Linked DNA regions of Mus musculus: all the other regions are linked to region 4. Evidence: chromatin contacts called from public HiChIP or PLAC-seq and promoter capture Hi-C data. All regions are on one chromosome and are shown on one strand. Each heading gives the region's core, a stretch centred on a gene start, on an enhancer-like site or on the middle of the called end of the contact. The rest is flanking DNA. Distances are from core to core; before and after follow the strand shown. Region 1 holds the start of Pgd (phosphogluconate dehydrogenase). Region 2 holds the start of Kif1b (kinesin family member 1B). Region 3 holds the start of Nppb (natriuretic peptide type B). Region 4 holds the start of Tardbp (TAR DNA binding protein).

Region 1 (3,701 bases), core at 547-3,046, 540 kb after region 4:
TGTCAAGGCAACCAAGCCTGAAACACTCAAGCACTTTATCAGAACCCATCAGTCTGTACTCAGACACTGAAGACCACCATCTCAGAAGTGAGACAGTTAGAGGGATTTGCGGGCGGCATCCGAGAACCGAGCTGGCCTTACTAATTTCTCGATGAAATCATCCACGGCTTGCCCGGCCTTCACAAGCAGGATGACCCGGCGGGGCTTCTTTAGTTTGGAGACCATGTCCTTTAAGGACTGTGCACCAACCACCTTGGTGCCCTTCGCCTCGTTGGCCAAGAAGTCATCGACTTTGGAGACTGTCCTATTGAAAGCACAGACCTGGAAGGACAAAAGGCCTGTCAGAGGATCTGGCACACACATGACCCTCGGGTGGTAGATGCAGCAACAGAGAAACGTCTACTCTGTCCAAGGTCTAGCGAGAGCTGACCTGCCTTTTCTTTTTAAGTGCTAGGCAATCTCTGCAAAGTCCAGTCACAGCAGAGAGCCCAGGGAAAGGCGGTTGCCACTTGTTGCTTATCAGGTTGAGCCTGTCACTACTACCTGGGTCCTTTGTCCCTGGTAATCCTGGTGTCTAAGCCATGCTACTATTTAGAAAGAACATTCAGAGCCCACAGGCAGGAGGATCCTCTGACCCTGGACTCAGAAAGCTGAGATGAGAGGGCCCTGAGACTCCAGTGTGACAACACTGTGAGACAAGCTGCTGTCTACAAAGAAAAACAATCTCCATGTACCCCAAGTTTTCCTAGCTACAGCTTCCAAGATCTGGGTCCCTTTACATCTATGGTTTTCAACCTTCCTAACGCTGCGACCCTTTAATATAGCCCCTCGTGTTGTGATGACCCCCAATCATAAAACTATTTTCATAACTACGCAATAACTGTAATTTGCTAGTGTTATAAATCATAATGTTGAGAACCACTGCTTTTATATTTATTTCTATCCAAGGAGGCTCTTCCCTTAACTACAGAGGGAGCACGACTAAAGCAGAAATTCTTCTACAAAGACACCAAACAGTGCTTACTGAGTGATGCCTTGGGATCTCTGAAAAACAAATCACAGCTCTCAGCGGGAAGGCAACGTGTCCTCACTACTTACCACAAATCCATGATCATTCATGTTCAAAATTAAGTTCTGGCCCATGACAGCCAGTCCGATCAGTGCAATGTCAGCTCTGAAATGACAAAAAAAAAAAAAAACAATAAAGCAAACACAAAGAAAGGATATTAGTGTTACTTAGTGGCTTTTATTAGGACTGGCAGCCTGCACCCTTCTCGGCTCACACCATGCACCTAGGATCGACCGCACCCTGCACCCCACAGTTCCATGGAAGTTCCTTCTAAAGGGCGTCCGGGCACACGAAGCCACCCATGCCCTGCCCCTGGCCCTGCCCGTCGTTCCTTATGGCCTGGCCAGCACAAGGGGCGTGGGCCGTCCCCGACCCAGCGCGGCCTTCCTTCCCCGCGAGCCCGTCGCAGCCGCAAGCTCCCACGAAGGGGTGGCGGAGCTTGCGCTGGCCATGGCGGGGACCCTGAGGTGCAGGGGTCAGGGCTGCGCGAGGAGACCCAGGCGACCACCGGGGCTGAGGAGAACAGGGAGACAACTGAGCAGAGCCCCGCCATCACCACGCTCAGCCCCGGAAGTCTCCCGGGCCCGACTGCGCGTGTCGGTCACTCACTGGGCCATGGCGGAGGCAGACGAAGCAGAGTCGAGGAGGAAGAAACGCGAAGGACCGAGCGCTCCGAGGCAAGTACAGTGAAGTCCGGCTCCCGGCGCCTCGAGAGGCTTACAGAGACGCTGGCCAATCAGAAGACAGGGGTGGGCCGATGCCCCACGCTATTGGGTCTCTGCGGCGCCTGTTATACCACCTGAGGGCAAACGGACCCGCCCACCCCCGGGGCCCAGATCTGTAGAGCGCCGAGCAGTCGATGGCACCTCGAGCTGGAGAGGAGCGTTTAAAGGGCTTCTTCTAAGTGTTCTAGGAGCGTTTAAAGGGCTTCTTCTAAGTGTTCTAGCGGGACCTTGCACGATGCCTCCCGCTCGTGCGGAAGCTCGGGTCTGCAGCTCGGCGTGAAAGAGAAGACATTAAGGGCTTGGTGCAGCCCTTACCAAGCCCACTGGCGTTTTTGATCCATGGCTGCTGCTTCCCTTCACTGTCCCTCAACTCTGAGGCAGGAGTCAAGTCTGTCCTATCTGTGGGAACCTCAGTGTGTACCATTTTTGCAGGTCAAGAAACAGCGGTGCAAACTAAGACGAGACGGTCAGCAAGTAAAGAGCCAAGCGGGTGGAAGTGGAACCCACTCCGCAAAGTTGGCATCTGACCTCCACGTGCAGCAGTGGCGCGTGCGCCCACTCGCACAGAAAGAGAAAACGAAGCGGAGGAGAGGCTTGAGGGGTTTTGGGGGGGTGGTTTCATAATTATTTATTTTTTGTGTATTGGTTTGCCTGCATGTATGTCCGTGTACCTCGTGCGTGGCCGATACTCGGGGAGGCAAGACTGGAAGTGAGTTCTTCCTTGTGCTTGTAGCGGAACACAAGCACTCTTCTCTACCATTTCCTCAGCCCCACTACAGTTTCCGGCGCTGGAGGTCTGGGGTGCTGTTTCGCCCGCTGGTCAGACACTTTTAGTTTCAATTTACTTTTCCATTCAGACTCAGGTGTTGGTGCGCTGCTTTCTTTTTTCTTTTCTTTTTTTTTTTTTTTTTTTTTTTTTTTTTCGGGGGGCGGGATTTTTTCTCTGTGTAGCCCTGCCTGTCCTGGAACTCACTCAGTAGACCAGGCTAGCCTCGAACTCAGAAATCCGCCTGCCTCTGCCTCCGGAGTGCTGGGATTAAAGGCATGTACTACCACGCCTGGCTAGGTTCAGGTTCTTTCCATTGCCTACTCTCTCTCTAGGAGTGGCTATCATGTCCTTCAATGAATTCCTTTTATCTTTTGTAAGTTTTGCACACAGCACATAGACATAACGCTTGATGGTAAATGAAAAGACTGGCTTGCACCAGCTTCTTGAATTTTTTTCCCTCACTCCAGTACTACGAATCAAATCGTAGGTTTTGAGCATTCTAGACAAGTGCTTTGCCACTGAGCTATATCCCTTGCCTGGCCCTAAGTGACTTTCTGTTTCTCTCTGTGTCTGTATCTGTTTCTGATAAATGCCTAATGTCCCTACTCCTCCAGCCCCCTATAACCAACACACATTTATCCCAACTCTGAGCTGGTTAGACCATTATTTCCAAAACAAGGGTGGGAACAAGGGAGTACTAGGTAAGAGCTCCTGGAAGAGTCTTAAGAGTCAGCCCATTGTCTTATCAGGTACAAGGCTCGGGGGTGGACGAGCTTCCAGAAAAACCAGAAAAAAAAAAAAAAAAAAAAAGACAAGATCTCAGTCCACAGCCTTGGCTGTGGTTTTTAAATTTGCTGTGGTGTTGAATCTTGAACTTCTATATTAGTCAGGGTTCTCTAGAGTCACAGAGCTTATGGAATGTCTCTATATATTAAGGGAAATTATTGGAGTGACTTACAGTCTATAGTCCAACTAACCCAACAATGGGCAACTATGGATGGGAAGTCCAAGAATCTGGTAGTTGCTCAGTCCCACGAGGCTGGGTATTTTAGCTGGTCTTCTGTATAAGCTTGAATCCTGTGCTGGCAAGTAAAAGCAAGCAGGCAAAGAAGAGTGAACCATCCCTTTTCCCATTGTC
Region 2 (4,004 bases), core at 954-3,453, 680 kb after region 4:
TTAAAAAAAAAAACAAAATTAGTGTCTGTTGAAAGTTCACTGAGATTGCCTAACGGTAAAAATTATAAAAAAAAAAAAAATAGTGTGCTGATTTTTCTTAGAAATAGAAAAACATTGGAATTTGTTTTTGTAGTTATTCTTAAGTAGACAGATAATTAAAATAGGGGGAAAAAAGAACTTACGCATTTAAAAAAGGGAGCATGGATCGTGGGAGTCTAGCTCATTAGTAGACAGCTTGTCTAACATGTCTAAGACCCGAGCTAGCGCTCCAACTCCCTCCCAAAAACAAATATATATAATAAATGAAGTTTAAATTAAAGGGCATAAAGAAGGCAGGAGTCACACCATCTCTCCAGATCCTGTGCAGGATCAAAGTCTAGGAAAACACATTTACAGGCTCTCTCTGAAGCCAGTTATTGATCATTTCTAAATCTACTTTAAAACATCAAGATGAGTAATCTTCAAAGTCTCTCCTCAAATAGAACATTAACAACTTCAATTACTTCATAATCAATATCAACTACCACGCTTCTCAAATGAGAACGCAAGCTAAAATTTGGTTATGACTAAGCCGAATCCACAAAATGCCAACCTTTAAGTCCAATATCCACTATAATATCACTTTTAAACAGTTATTCAAAGCTGAACACCACTTTTCTCTGGGTTGAGACAGGCACATCATGACACAAAGCAGCATGCTTAGTGTTGGCAGAACAGCTGCTTGGACCAGAGAGAGCTACATAAGCAAGAGATCTGTTGACAATCTAAATTAGGCTACCTCCAGATTCCACAAAGATGACAACCTGCATCCTCCGAGATACTGCTGCAAGTCTTCTCTGCTACCAGTTTATTCCACTTTCCCTAATCTCTGCACGAAGAGATACTATGCAAATCTATGCACGCCATGCAATACGCCAAGAGCCTCCAATATGGTAAAGTGGCCTTAAACATCAACAGGCCTTCGAGGGCCAAAGCAGCGGTGGATTGCGATGATAAGGACAGAAACACAGAATTTCACCCCAACAAGAATGGAATCTTCAAGCCAGTTTACCCTGAAGGCTCATATAGCAATTCACCAAAGAGAAAAAGTGATTTGGGAGCTCAATTTTGCATTTCCAGTCGGTGAGGGTTTGCGTTGCATGAACAATGACTAGCTTGCTCTGAGTGGCCTCCCAACCCCCACAACTTGGCTTCTGGTGCGGCCAGTCACCCTGAAAGCTGCCAGGGCTGTCACTCGGTGCCTACCAGCAACCGGACTTGGCTCCTAAAGGATTTGTCAGATCATCCTCCCAATATGGCTGCCAGAGTGATCCTGGTCGGCTGAACGTCGAGCCCACACCAGCCTTCCTCCCATCTGGCCAGCATCCAACAAGCCCCCTCCCTCTGCATCGCTTCCTCCGTCCAGCCCTTGCGCCCTCCGCTCTGTCGGATGCCCTTTCCTACCTTCATCGGGCTCAGGGGCATTGCCACATTCCCGGTTGGAACCCTGATGCCAACCACAATAGGGGGTGAGAGAGCAGATGAGGGGGGAGAGATCGGCTGGCTCCTCAGAGCTGCAATGTGCGCACATACGGCGGGACAGCGACCGATCTGCTGGCCCGCGGACAGAGCGGGGCCTGGCAGCCCAGGGGAAGCGGAGGGCTGGTGCAGGGCACTGCAGGGGACCGGCAGGCCGCTGGACCAAAGCCCGGCGCTCGCGGCCGGCCGGCCAGGTCTCTCCACGGAGGGCGAGGCTCCTCACCGCGGAGCCAGAGCCCCGGCCGGCCGCGCCGCTTCCTCGCTTTGCCCCCTCCAGGCCCGTCACCGGCCGGGAGTCCCTCCCGCGGGAGCGGCCCCCTACACCGGCGCCGCGGCACCACCGCCCACCTCGCCTCGGCCGCCCCACCTCAGCCTCCTCACCTCAGCCGCGCTGCGGACAGACGGGCGAGCCGGCCGAGTCAGAAGACGCCGAGGCGCGCAGGGGCGCGGGAGGCCGGGCACCGACGCACCTCAGCGCAGGCAGCGGCCGCCGCGAGCCGCAGGGCGCCGCTCCGCAGCCCCATCACGCGGCCGCCCAGCTCTGCATCGAGGATTGGCGGGAGGCCGGGGCGCGGCTGTGGATGCGGCGGAGGAACAGAGAGAAGCCCGGATCCGAGCTGTCGCCTCCCGGGACCACTGCCGTCTGACTACACCGCGACGCTGCTCGCCAAACTCCGCCCGAAGCCGCCGGCGCGGGACACCGCCCCGAGCTAGAGCGCCGAGCGTCACCTCGGCCCGCCCAGCAACCGAGACCGACGCGGAAGGTGACCAATCGCGATGAAGACCTTGAGACAGATGACCAATAGTAAAGCGTGGCTGGAAGAGGGGGCGGGAGGTGCCGGCGGAGCGACGGAGACACTCGAGCGCCCCCTGGTGGTACGGGAGCCGATGCGGGTGCGGGTGCGGGCGTGCCTGGTGGGCGAAGCCGGTGTCCAGAGTTCCCTCCCGGGTGACCCCCGGAAAGGTGTTAGTGGGTAGCAGCCGCGCCTGTGTAGCCGAATGACCCGCTTCGTAAGGGGACAAAAAGTGGCTCAGTGACCGGGCGGGACTGGACGGTCCAGATGCCATCCGGAGAGCTGGGATTATGTGGGAGCGGCCGAGTGTGGAGTCATTGTCCGTTTAGAAAAACAGCTCAAACGGTGAAGCCACCGAGCCCGGCGCGGTGGGAACGGAACCACGCTCAGGCATGAGTGTATCCAGCAGAAAGCTTCCTAGCCTATTCTTGTCGAACCCCAGCACAACACCTCCCACACGCCACCTTGGGAGAAAAGGAGGAATGAGTAATGGGAAAGCATGACTTAGTGGGCATTCAGCGTCTCCTTGGGAGATGGCGTGCTGGTGTGAGCACAGGAACAAAACGCTTTGTATCGCGCCCAGTGAATGGACTGAGCGGCCTGAGAGAGATGCCCCTAGAGGGGGTTACCAGGGCTCATAAGAACACAAAAGCTCTATGAGCCATGTTTTTTAAAAATCAGATTTAGGTTCAGCTCAAATGAAAAGCCCCACAGACGTTCATAAGCAGCTCAATTCAGTGCTTAGTAAAATATCACAATGACAACCTGCCAATCACACTGCATTTTAAGGTTAGAGGATGTGGTTTGGATTTATTAGCAGAAATTGAAAGTAAGATTTTTTTTTTTCTCTCAACCCTGACTTTAATACAGAATTACTGGGTAGAGAAAGGCCTACACACTAAAACGTGAGAATTAACTTTCTACACTAACGACTCTGGGCAATCACCATGCCACTGAAGTTCCAGACTCCCACTATTCCACATTCATTGGACACTTCTCATTGTGTTTATTTACTTGTTTGTTCTTGTTTGTTCAAGACAGAGGGTCTTGGTAGCTCAGGCTCTCCTGAAACTCACCAAGCAGACAAGGCTGTCTTGAAACCTACAGAGAGATCTGTCTACCTCTGCTTCCTGACTGCTGGGATTAAAGATCCGTACCACTAAGCCCAGCTCTCATTTTCTTTAGAATGTACACTCCACCTTCCCACAAAAGGAGTTGATGTCATTTATTCTGAAACACACACAGAATAGAATTGCTTAAAATATTAGGAGCAACGATTTGAGTGGAAGGTCAGCCTGGGCTACATAGAGAAACCCTGTCTTAAACAAACCTAGATGGCTTAGTGGGTAAAGTGCTTCCGATGAGCTGAGGATCCCAGTGCGGTGTCCAGAGCCCGTGTCCAGGTGGATGGAGAGTGCCTGATGAACACAGTCATCTTCTGACACAGACACACCTTACACCCCCACTGTACCATAACAATAAAGTTTAACAGACATCAATAAAATACCTAAAGCAAGAAGTTGGCATGGAAGTGTGGCTAAGTGGGGTGCGCTTGTTTAGCATGTGGGAAGCCCTGACTTCCGTTCTTGAAATGGAGGAGGAGGAAGAAGAGGAGGAGGAGGAAGGAAAGAGGAAGAGGAGCTGAATCATCAGGGGTAGAGAAGCGCTGATGGATTTGCACAGGAGCAAGAG
Region 3 (3,843 bases), core at 1,180-3,679, 640 kb before region 4:
AAGAAAAGTCTTCAGGAGACTCCAGCAGCTGCTGGCACCAGGCCACACTCTGAAGAGGGACATCAAGTAGGAGTCCCACAGCAGAGGTCTACCAATCACCAGGACTGGAAGATGCAGTTGAAAGATGGTCACTACAAGCCACCAAGCTATGTGTGTCTCATGGCACCCTGAGTATGCCTCATGGACAGAGCTTGTGGCACAGTGCTTGCCCAACATGCACAAAGCCCCACGTTCAATCTTCAGCCAACATAAAACAGGCATGGTGGTACGCACCTGTAATCTGGGTGCTTGAGAAGTAAAGGCAGGAAGATACGGTAGTTTAGGTTAGCCTGGGCTACGAGACCCTGTCTCAAAATATGTACAGTCCGTTAAACAGAGCATTCAGGAGGTAGGAACAGGCAGATCTCTGTGAGTTCAAGATCAGCCTGGTCTACAAAGTGAGTTCCAAGCCACCTAAGGACTACACAATAAAACCCTGTCTCAAACAAGCAACAACAAAATAAGTGGATGCTGAAAGAGGGTGTCAGATCCCCTGGAACTGGAGTTGTAAGTAATTGTGAGCCACCATGTGGGCACGGGAACCAAACCTAGGTCCTCTAGAAGAGCAACCAGTGTTCTAAAGCACCTCAGCCATCTTCCAGCACTGGGGATTATTTTTATTGTGTTAGTTGAGGAGCGAAGACCCACTGTGGGTGGCCCCGATCCATGGATGGGGTTCTGGACTATATAAATGGAGAGAGAGAGAGAGAGAGAGAGAGAGAGAGAGAGAGAGGAATTTACTGCTCTCTGCTTCCTGATTGTGGGTGTTACATTACCAATGGCTTCAAGCTCCTGCCACACACAAGCCAGATGACAGGAATGGTGATAGAGATGTGGATAGTGGCTATCTCAGAGGAGAGATAAGCTCTATCAGGAACTTGGCTGGGGGTCCTTTGTATGACCTGTTAGCCAAGAATCTGGCTTTATTCTGCCTGTGTCCTGAGAATTTACTGAAACTGGACGTGGGGGTGGTAGGCTAATTGGTTTCTCAGAGGGAAATTGTGTGAGAAGGATTAGGATTAGGAGACAAATTCATGTGCAAGGAGAAGGGTTGAGCTAAGAGTGGAGATGGAGGCATTCTCTGCCTCTCCTAAACAATTGCTTAGAAGAGAGTGTGTGTTTCCCTTGGGTCAGAACACAGAATCTCATGCAAACATGGGTCCGAGAGGCCCAGAAGCTTGCAGAAGAACCTAACAGCTTTCTCCAAATGTGACTGGTTCTGGACTCATGATCTTCTAACTATCCCCTTTCTCCATCTCTGCCTTAACCCACTGCCACTCCTGGTCATTGTCCTTGACCAACCTGACAGTTGTTAGCACAGATTCTGCAGAAGGGATAGAGACACTGGGCGCACACCTGGGTGTATATGCCTCAGCTTCACTTCCTCAGAGTCTCAATTCTCATCTGAGTGGGAGGCTGGGTGCGTTGTGTGAGGGAGACGTCACTGTTGGCCGATCAGCTAAGAGAGAGCTGGGGAGAGGCCTTTCCCACACGTCTGGAGTCTAGGCACACTTTCTCTTCCACTCATGGTGGGGGAGGAGACTTTGGCACCCAGAGATGATGCCCCAGATGGCATGGCTACGTGACCTCATCTTTGGGTCAGACTCAAAATTCTATCCTAATCAGCTCTTCTTGTTAAGGGTCAGAAAGGAGGGTTGGAATTCCAGAAGTTCCTTGTCATATCCCAGCTTTTAATCAGTTGACACTGGAGAGTGAGCATCCTCAAGCTGAAATCTTCACAAGTTTTTGAGGGGGGTTGTTGGAAGGTGGGTATCAAAACCATTGTGTGAGCCACATAGCTCCTTCTGGCCTGGAAATCGGTTGAGGAGAGAGCTTGAAAGTTGGTGTGAAGTACACGTGTGGCGATCAGAACCACGGACAGCTACCAGAGTACCCGGAAGTAGTGCAGTCCAGCTAGGTGCTGGGAAGCCAGGCCGGGCCTGGATTACAGGTTTGGAGGACACTCTCCCCGGGAGGCTGGTGATGGTGGGTGTTGTTTGGGAATGTTTTCCATGAGTCACGCCATAAGCCCCACACTCGCCACAGGCTGGGAAAGCTGGGGCTCTCCCCGCCATTTCCAATAGGGGTGGGGCAGGATGTCATAGGCCCTCAGGCTCTGCATGAAAGAAGGGAGCAGGAAGCAAGGACTGTTAGTGTGTTCCGCACACCCCCACCCTAGCCCAGCCCATTTCTATACAAGGCTTGCTCTCCACAGCCTCCACCCACAATGAATACTCCACACAGGCACAGAGGGGTGAATTCTCAGGTCCTGAGCTCAGCCGGCAGGAATGCAGCTGATAAATCAGAGATAACCCCACCCCTACTCCGTGAAAAGGTCTGGCCGGACACTCAGCCCCAGTATAAAAGGCAGAGGCACCGTTGTTGAAGACACCAGTGCACAAGCTGCTTGGGGAGGCGAGACAAGGGAGAACACGGCATCATTGCCTGGCCCATCGCTTCTGCGGCATGGATCTCCTGAAGGTGCTGTCCCAGATGATTCTGTTTCTGCTTTTCCTTTATCTGTCACCGCTGGGAGGTCACTCCTATCCTCTGGGAAGTCCTAGCCAGTCTCCAGAGCAATTCAAGATGCAGGTGAGCACTGAGGGTCTGCCTGAAGGGTTTGGGAAGCGGCAATGAAAAGACCTCGAGTCCTTTGGGAATTAGCCATGTGAGAGTCAGCAAACTGAAAGATTGGGCAGCATATCTCTTAACTGATGAGCACTATGGAAGGATGGGGGATTCAGGTGTGTGTGTTTCTGACGTCTGGGCTCCCCAATCCATCACAGAAGCTGCTGGAGCTGATAAGAGAAAAGTCGGAGGAAATGGCCCAGAGACAGCTCTTGAAGGACCAAGGCCTCACAAAAGAACACCCAAAAAGAGTCCTTCGGTCTCAAGGCAGCACCCTCCGGGTCCAGCAGAGACCTCAAAATTCCAAGGTGACACATATCTCAAGCTGCTTTGGGCACAAGATAGACCGGATCGGATCCGTCAGTCGTTTGGGCTGTAACGGTGAGCACCTACCTTGCCACTTCCCTGCAAAGCTGCACACCCATCCCATCCCCGTGCATGCTACCCTTAGAGGCCCCTAGGTTTGCTATCTGGCATACTCCTGCAGCCTGTCAGGAAATATCACATGGGTTCTGCATTACATTCTCACAGGTCAGCACCTACCTTCCATCAGAGGGGTCACACGCTCTGAGGGAGCAGACTGCCTGATGTCTAATCACCCCTTCACAAGGCAGAAAGAGTTCTGAGCATTTCCCCTCAGGCAAAGGGCATGCCCAACCCACTTTACAGGAGAAACAGAGGCCCTGTGAGATAGCTTTTTCCAGAGCCTTAAACTTCGACATCATCTGGGGACTGAAGATGGGGGTGTGGTGGTGGTGGGGGACTCGGCACCTGCTTCAGTTTCACTTCCGAGTGTGACATTGCCCTGTCTCTCCTCCCCACAGCACTGAAGTTGTTGTAGGAAGACCTCCTGGCTGCAGGAGACTCCAGTTTCTGACTCTGCCTGGGTCTCTTTCCCCAGCTCTGGGACCACCTTTGAAGTGATCCTATTTATTTATTTATTTATATTTATTTTTATTTTTATTTTTTAATTTATTTTGTTGTTTTTCTACAAGACTGTTTCTTATCTTGGAGCACAAACTTGCCACAACATAATAAACATAGCGTATTTCCTGCTTTTGAAAAGGATTTGTGTCCGTGAGTTTCAATCTATCTCTTAGCTCTTTTACTTTGCTTTTGTTTATTTTGGTTTAAGATAGACCTGGCTGTCCTCAAACTCGCAGAGATCCACCTGCC
Region 4 (3,740 bases), core at 937-3,436:
AAATTAGCAATGACCATGTTCTGCCAGCTTCACATTTAAATTCATGCTCCTCAAAAAAAGAATCCTGCTTTTCAATTTCCATTTACTTAAACTGCTGACCTGCCAGAGTAGTCTAAGTCTAAACAAAGTTTATGAAAAAGTTAGGGTCATAGGAAACATTCCTCCATAACGACCAAACCCTCAAGTTGGAGCTCAACAATAGACTATTCTCCCAGCACACATGAAGCCCTGGATATTATAGTCTCACTTAAATTAAGATGGCACGGAAGTCTAACCATGGCCAGCAATACAGCAAAACCAAAATGATTAACAAACCTTTGGGATAGTTGACAACATATACCAGATTGCCCCAGCCAGCATCTGGGGCATGCAGAATTCCTTCCACCAGTCGGACTCCTCTCATACACTGAGACACGGGATTCCGGTAGCGCAGGCCGCATGCCCCTGGAAACTGGGCTGTAACTGTGGACAGCAACACCGTCCCATCGTCTTCTGATGGTATTTCAATGGGTTCATCGTTCTCATCTTCTGTTACCCGAATATATTCAGACATCTTTGCTTAAATCTCTTAAAGGAAAAAGAAATGAGCAAGAAAATCAGAGGAGTTATCTTTTCATAATTGGCTATTATCACACCACTTTATTCCCACTTCCTGAAAAGATTCCTGCTACCTAAAATGTTTCTTTTGCCATCCCTGAAAAAAAAATAGAGAAAAGGTATTTTCTAAAATAAAAATGTGATTTTGGGGGCTGTTGAGATGGCTCAGTGGGTAAGAGCACCCGACTGCTCTTCAGAAGGTCCAGAGTTCAAATCCCAGCAACCACATGGTGGCTCACAACCATCCGCAACAAGATCTGACTCCCTCTTCTGGAGTGTCTGAAGACAGCTACAGTGTACTTACATATATTAATAAAATAAATCTTTAAAAAAAAATGTGATTTTTGTCGAGCACGATAACCCACGCCTTTAATCTCAGCACTCTTGAGGCAGGCAGATCTTTTTGAGTTCGAGGCTGGCCTAGTCTACTGAGTTCCGGGGCAGCCACAGGGAAAACCGGTGTTCATGTGGCGCTCTGCCCGCCAGTTCTATTTTCTCAGCGCACACTATAAGCTTCCGGTGCTAAAATGGCAACAGTGTTACCATGTGGCCCGTTGGCTACAAAGCCAGACAAAAACAAGGTGTTAAAGAACTAAGTATCTGCCCCGATTTTTTTTCTTGCACTCGTCATTTCTTACCTGGAGCGCACAGATTACAGGCTACCGTATTTCGTAACCATTCTGAATTAAGTTTCTTCTATAGCCTGGACCTGAATCGGGTTTAGCACGTGCTTTAACGTGGAAAAAACCAGCCAAGCATTGGGATCTGAGGAACCCTCCCTGTGCTGGTGGAGCACGAACACCGACATCAGAACAGTTATCTAGCAGTTCTGGTGCTCATCCTCGGAAAGGTCTGGCTAAAGTTAGGCGTCGAGGGAGCAACGACGGCTACTCCGGGAGGTAGGCCGCCGCTTCCCAGAAGGCCGTGCGCGACAGACAACGTTGATGATTTTCCCCCCCTTTCAACTGGGCCCAGGGTGGGGCCCGCGGAGGTCCAAGTCCCATGGTGACAACAGTTATTCTCAAAAGCGACAATCTACAGGGACTAGGACGCCTGGAAACCCGGGGCGGCCACACACTTCCGCCCGTGGCTTCACAGCCAAGCAGAGGCCCGGCGTCCCGCTCCGGCTACTGCCCGCGCTTAGGCCTTAACGACGCGGCTGCGCGAGGCCAACCAGGCCCCGCTCTACCGCTCCCTCCCCGCGGCGCAGGCCGCACCGGGCCTCTCCGAAGCAACACTCGAGGCACGCAGGCCGGCCTTGGCGACCAACCTACCCGCTAGGCCACTGCTAGGAAGCACAAGGAGGAAGCACAGACGGGAAGGAATCCGACAACAGCCGCGCTACCGCTCCGTGCCCACAAAATGGCGCTAGGGCCGCCTCCCGCCCTCGCCCGCCTTCGGCCTCTCCCACTGGCTTCCCTGCAGGAGGGGCGCTCTCCGAGGGAAGCCACAGGCGCTCTCTCCTCCCAGAGGCTCGGATGCTAGCAGGCTCTTCGGCGTATAGAAAAAAGTAAAGAAACGCAACAATGAAAACAGCTGGGTCTGAAAAACTGACAGATGAAGGACAGAACGGCCACTCGGCCTTCCGAGTCCCCCTACGTAACGCGGTAGATGGCTTCGCCTGACCAACGGCCGGCCCTAGTCGAGGAGCTCGCGCGCGCCGAGAATGCGCGAGACTAGCGCAGGCCGGGACTGGGGCGGCAGGGGCGGGGCTAGGAGGGAAAGGGGGCGGAGCCTGCGACTGAACGCGTAAGGGCTTGGGGGGGAATCCCTGGGAACCCTGGGTTCCTAGTCTAAAGGCGACTCTTAAATGTCTTCTGCCTTTGCTCGTTAATTTCCAACGTGGAAACATTAACTTTGATCTGCAAAATGGTCCCTGTTCTAAGTACTATTTTGTATCAAGTACCTTTTAGCACTCTCTGGCTCTAGGGGGAGAAAAACAAACCAGAATCTTGTGAATGGCAGGCAAGTGTCTTCCCATTGACCTTGGGCTTAGCCATCAGATACTGTTTTAGAGACAGGGATCTCAAAGTCACTGTGTAGCCCAGGCTGTCCTTTAACTCATCAAGGCTGCCAAGTGTGGATGCTGCCCTAGCAGTCTACACGATAGTCGTGATACTCTCTCCTCTTTCAATAAGTGAAGAAACTGAGGCACAGAGTTGAGTACCTTGCATGAAGTCACCATGAGAAAGAGGCCCCACTAGGGTCTGAATCCTACAGCAAAAAACTACTTGGATGTTTCAGTATTTCGGTTCCAGTTGACGAGTCCTAGTATAACTTTAAAAAGGCTGAAGGCTAGCTCTACCACCAAGCAGCAGATGTAGACTCTTTACTCAGGGTTGGAATTTCTTGGTGTATCAGATTCAAAGCTTAGGCACAAAGGTTTTACACAGTTGCTTTATTTACTGAAACTGGGTCTTGCTGTACAGAACAGGCTGGCCTTGAGCTTGCTGGGTTCCTCCTGCCTCTGCCTCCCTTCTGGGAGGAATGGGGTAGGATTGCAGATCACCATCAGGCCAAGCCTTCCCACTTTAAGTTTATAAATGAATTCATTTCCTCCTCACAGCTACCTTGTAAGAAGATGGCATTGGAAGAACAGATGTTAATGTCTAGCCCCTAACTTCCATTAGAGCCCAGGCTGGCCAGGAACTCCTGGCCTGTCCTCCTGCCTCAACCATCTGAGTGCTGGGATTATAGGCATGAGTCCTTCCACCCAGCATTATTTACTTTTTGGTTTTGAACTTAACAAACAAACAAACAAAACAGGATTTCTGCGTAGTCTTTGGCTGGCTTAGAACTTACTGTGTAGACCAGGCTGGCCTCAGATTTGCTATGCCTTTCCTGAATCTGCGCCTTCAGTGTTGGGATTACAGGTGTGAGTCACCAAAATGGTTTTTTGTTTGTCTCCTAAGACAAGGTTTCATACAGCAGAGCCTGGGCCTGGCCTCCTGACTGTCCGGGATTACAGACCTGTGCTACCATGCCTGGAAAAGTCAAGAACTTTAACAGTAGTTTAAAAGGATGATTGCATTTTTTTTTTTTGATTTTTTTTTTTTTTTTTTTTTTTTTTTTTGGTTTTTCGAGAAAAGGTTTCTCTGTGTAGCCCTGGCTGTCGTGGAACTCACTTTGTAGACCAGGCTGGC

Evidence for each region. Promoter capture Hi-C pulls out the DNA fragments that hold promoters and counts their contacts. HiChIP or PLAC-seq counts read pairs in DNA pulled down with a chosen protein or histone mark.
Region 1: a contact with region 4 is called in a promoter capture Hi-C map of pre-B cells, with 3 times the contacts expected there. The contact joins the promoter of Pgd here to the promoter of Tardbp in region 4. A contact is called at or near these places in 5 of 39 promoter capture datasets (cranial neural crest, hippocampal neurons, liver and 2 more), 1 of 484 Hi-C or Micro-C datasets (embryonic stem cells), 7 of 115 datasets of contacts at active chromatin or transcription factors (astrocytes, bone marrow-derived dendritic cells, embryonic forebrain and 4 more) and 2 of 9 other capture datasets (embryonic stem cells and liver).
Region 2: a contact with region 4 is called in a promoter capture Hi-C map of hippocampal neurons, with 4 times the contacts expected there. The contact joins the promoter of Kif1b here to the promoter of Tardbp in region 4. A contact is called at or near these places in 13 of 39 promoter capture datasets (the 3T3-L1 cell line, the C10 cell line, cranial neural crest and 9 more) and 4 of 115 datasets of contacts at active chromatin or transcription factors (embryonic hindbrain, embryonic stem cells, epiblast stem cells and 1 more).
Region 3: an H3K27ac HiChIP or PLAC-seq map of extraembryonic endoderm stem cells shows a contact between it and region 4, with 2.9 times the contacts expected there. The contact joins the promoter of Nppb here to the promoter of Tardbp in region 4. A contact is called at or near these places in 1 of 39 promoter capture datasets (stem cell-derived epiblast-like cells) and 1 of 115 datasets of contacts at active chromatin or transcription factors (extraembryonic endoderm stem cells).

What each region holds. Positions count from the first base shown.
Region 1 is chr4:149,164,909-149,168,609 of GRCm38.p6, forward strand. Pgd (phosphogluconate dehydrogenase) reads right to left here and starts at 1,797. Exons shown (of 13, transcript NM_001081274.2): 1 at 1,679-1,797; 2 at 1,099-1,174; 3 at 142-321. The coding sequence starts at 1,686.
Region 2 is chr4:149,305,530-149,309,533 of GRCm38.p6, forward strand. Kif1b (kinesin family member 1B) reads right to left here and starts at 2,204. Exons shown (of 49, transcript NM_001290995.1): 1 at 1,900-2,204.
Region 3 is chr4:147,983,471-147,987,313 of GRCm38.p6, forward strand. Nppb (natriuretic peptide type B) reads left to right here and starts at 2,430. Exons shown (of 3, transcript NM_008726.6): 1 at 2,430-2,631; 2 at 2,826-3,048; 3 at 3,492-3,735. The coding sequence starts at 2,506. The coding sequence ends at 3,508.
Region 4 is chr4:148,624,810-148,628,549 of GRCm38.p6, forward strand. It overlaps Tardbp (TAR DNA binding protein), which reads right to left and starts at 2,187. Exons shown (of 6, transcript NM_145556.4): 1 at 1,872-2,187; 2 at 316-567. The coding sequence starts at 553.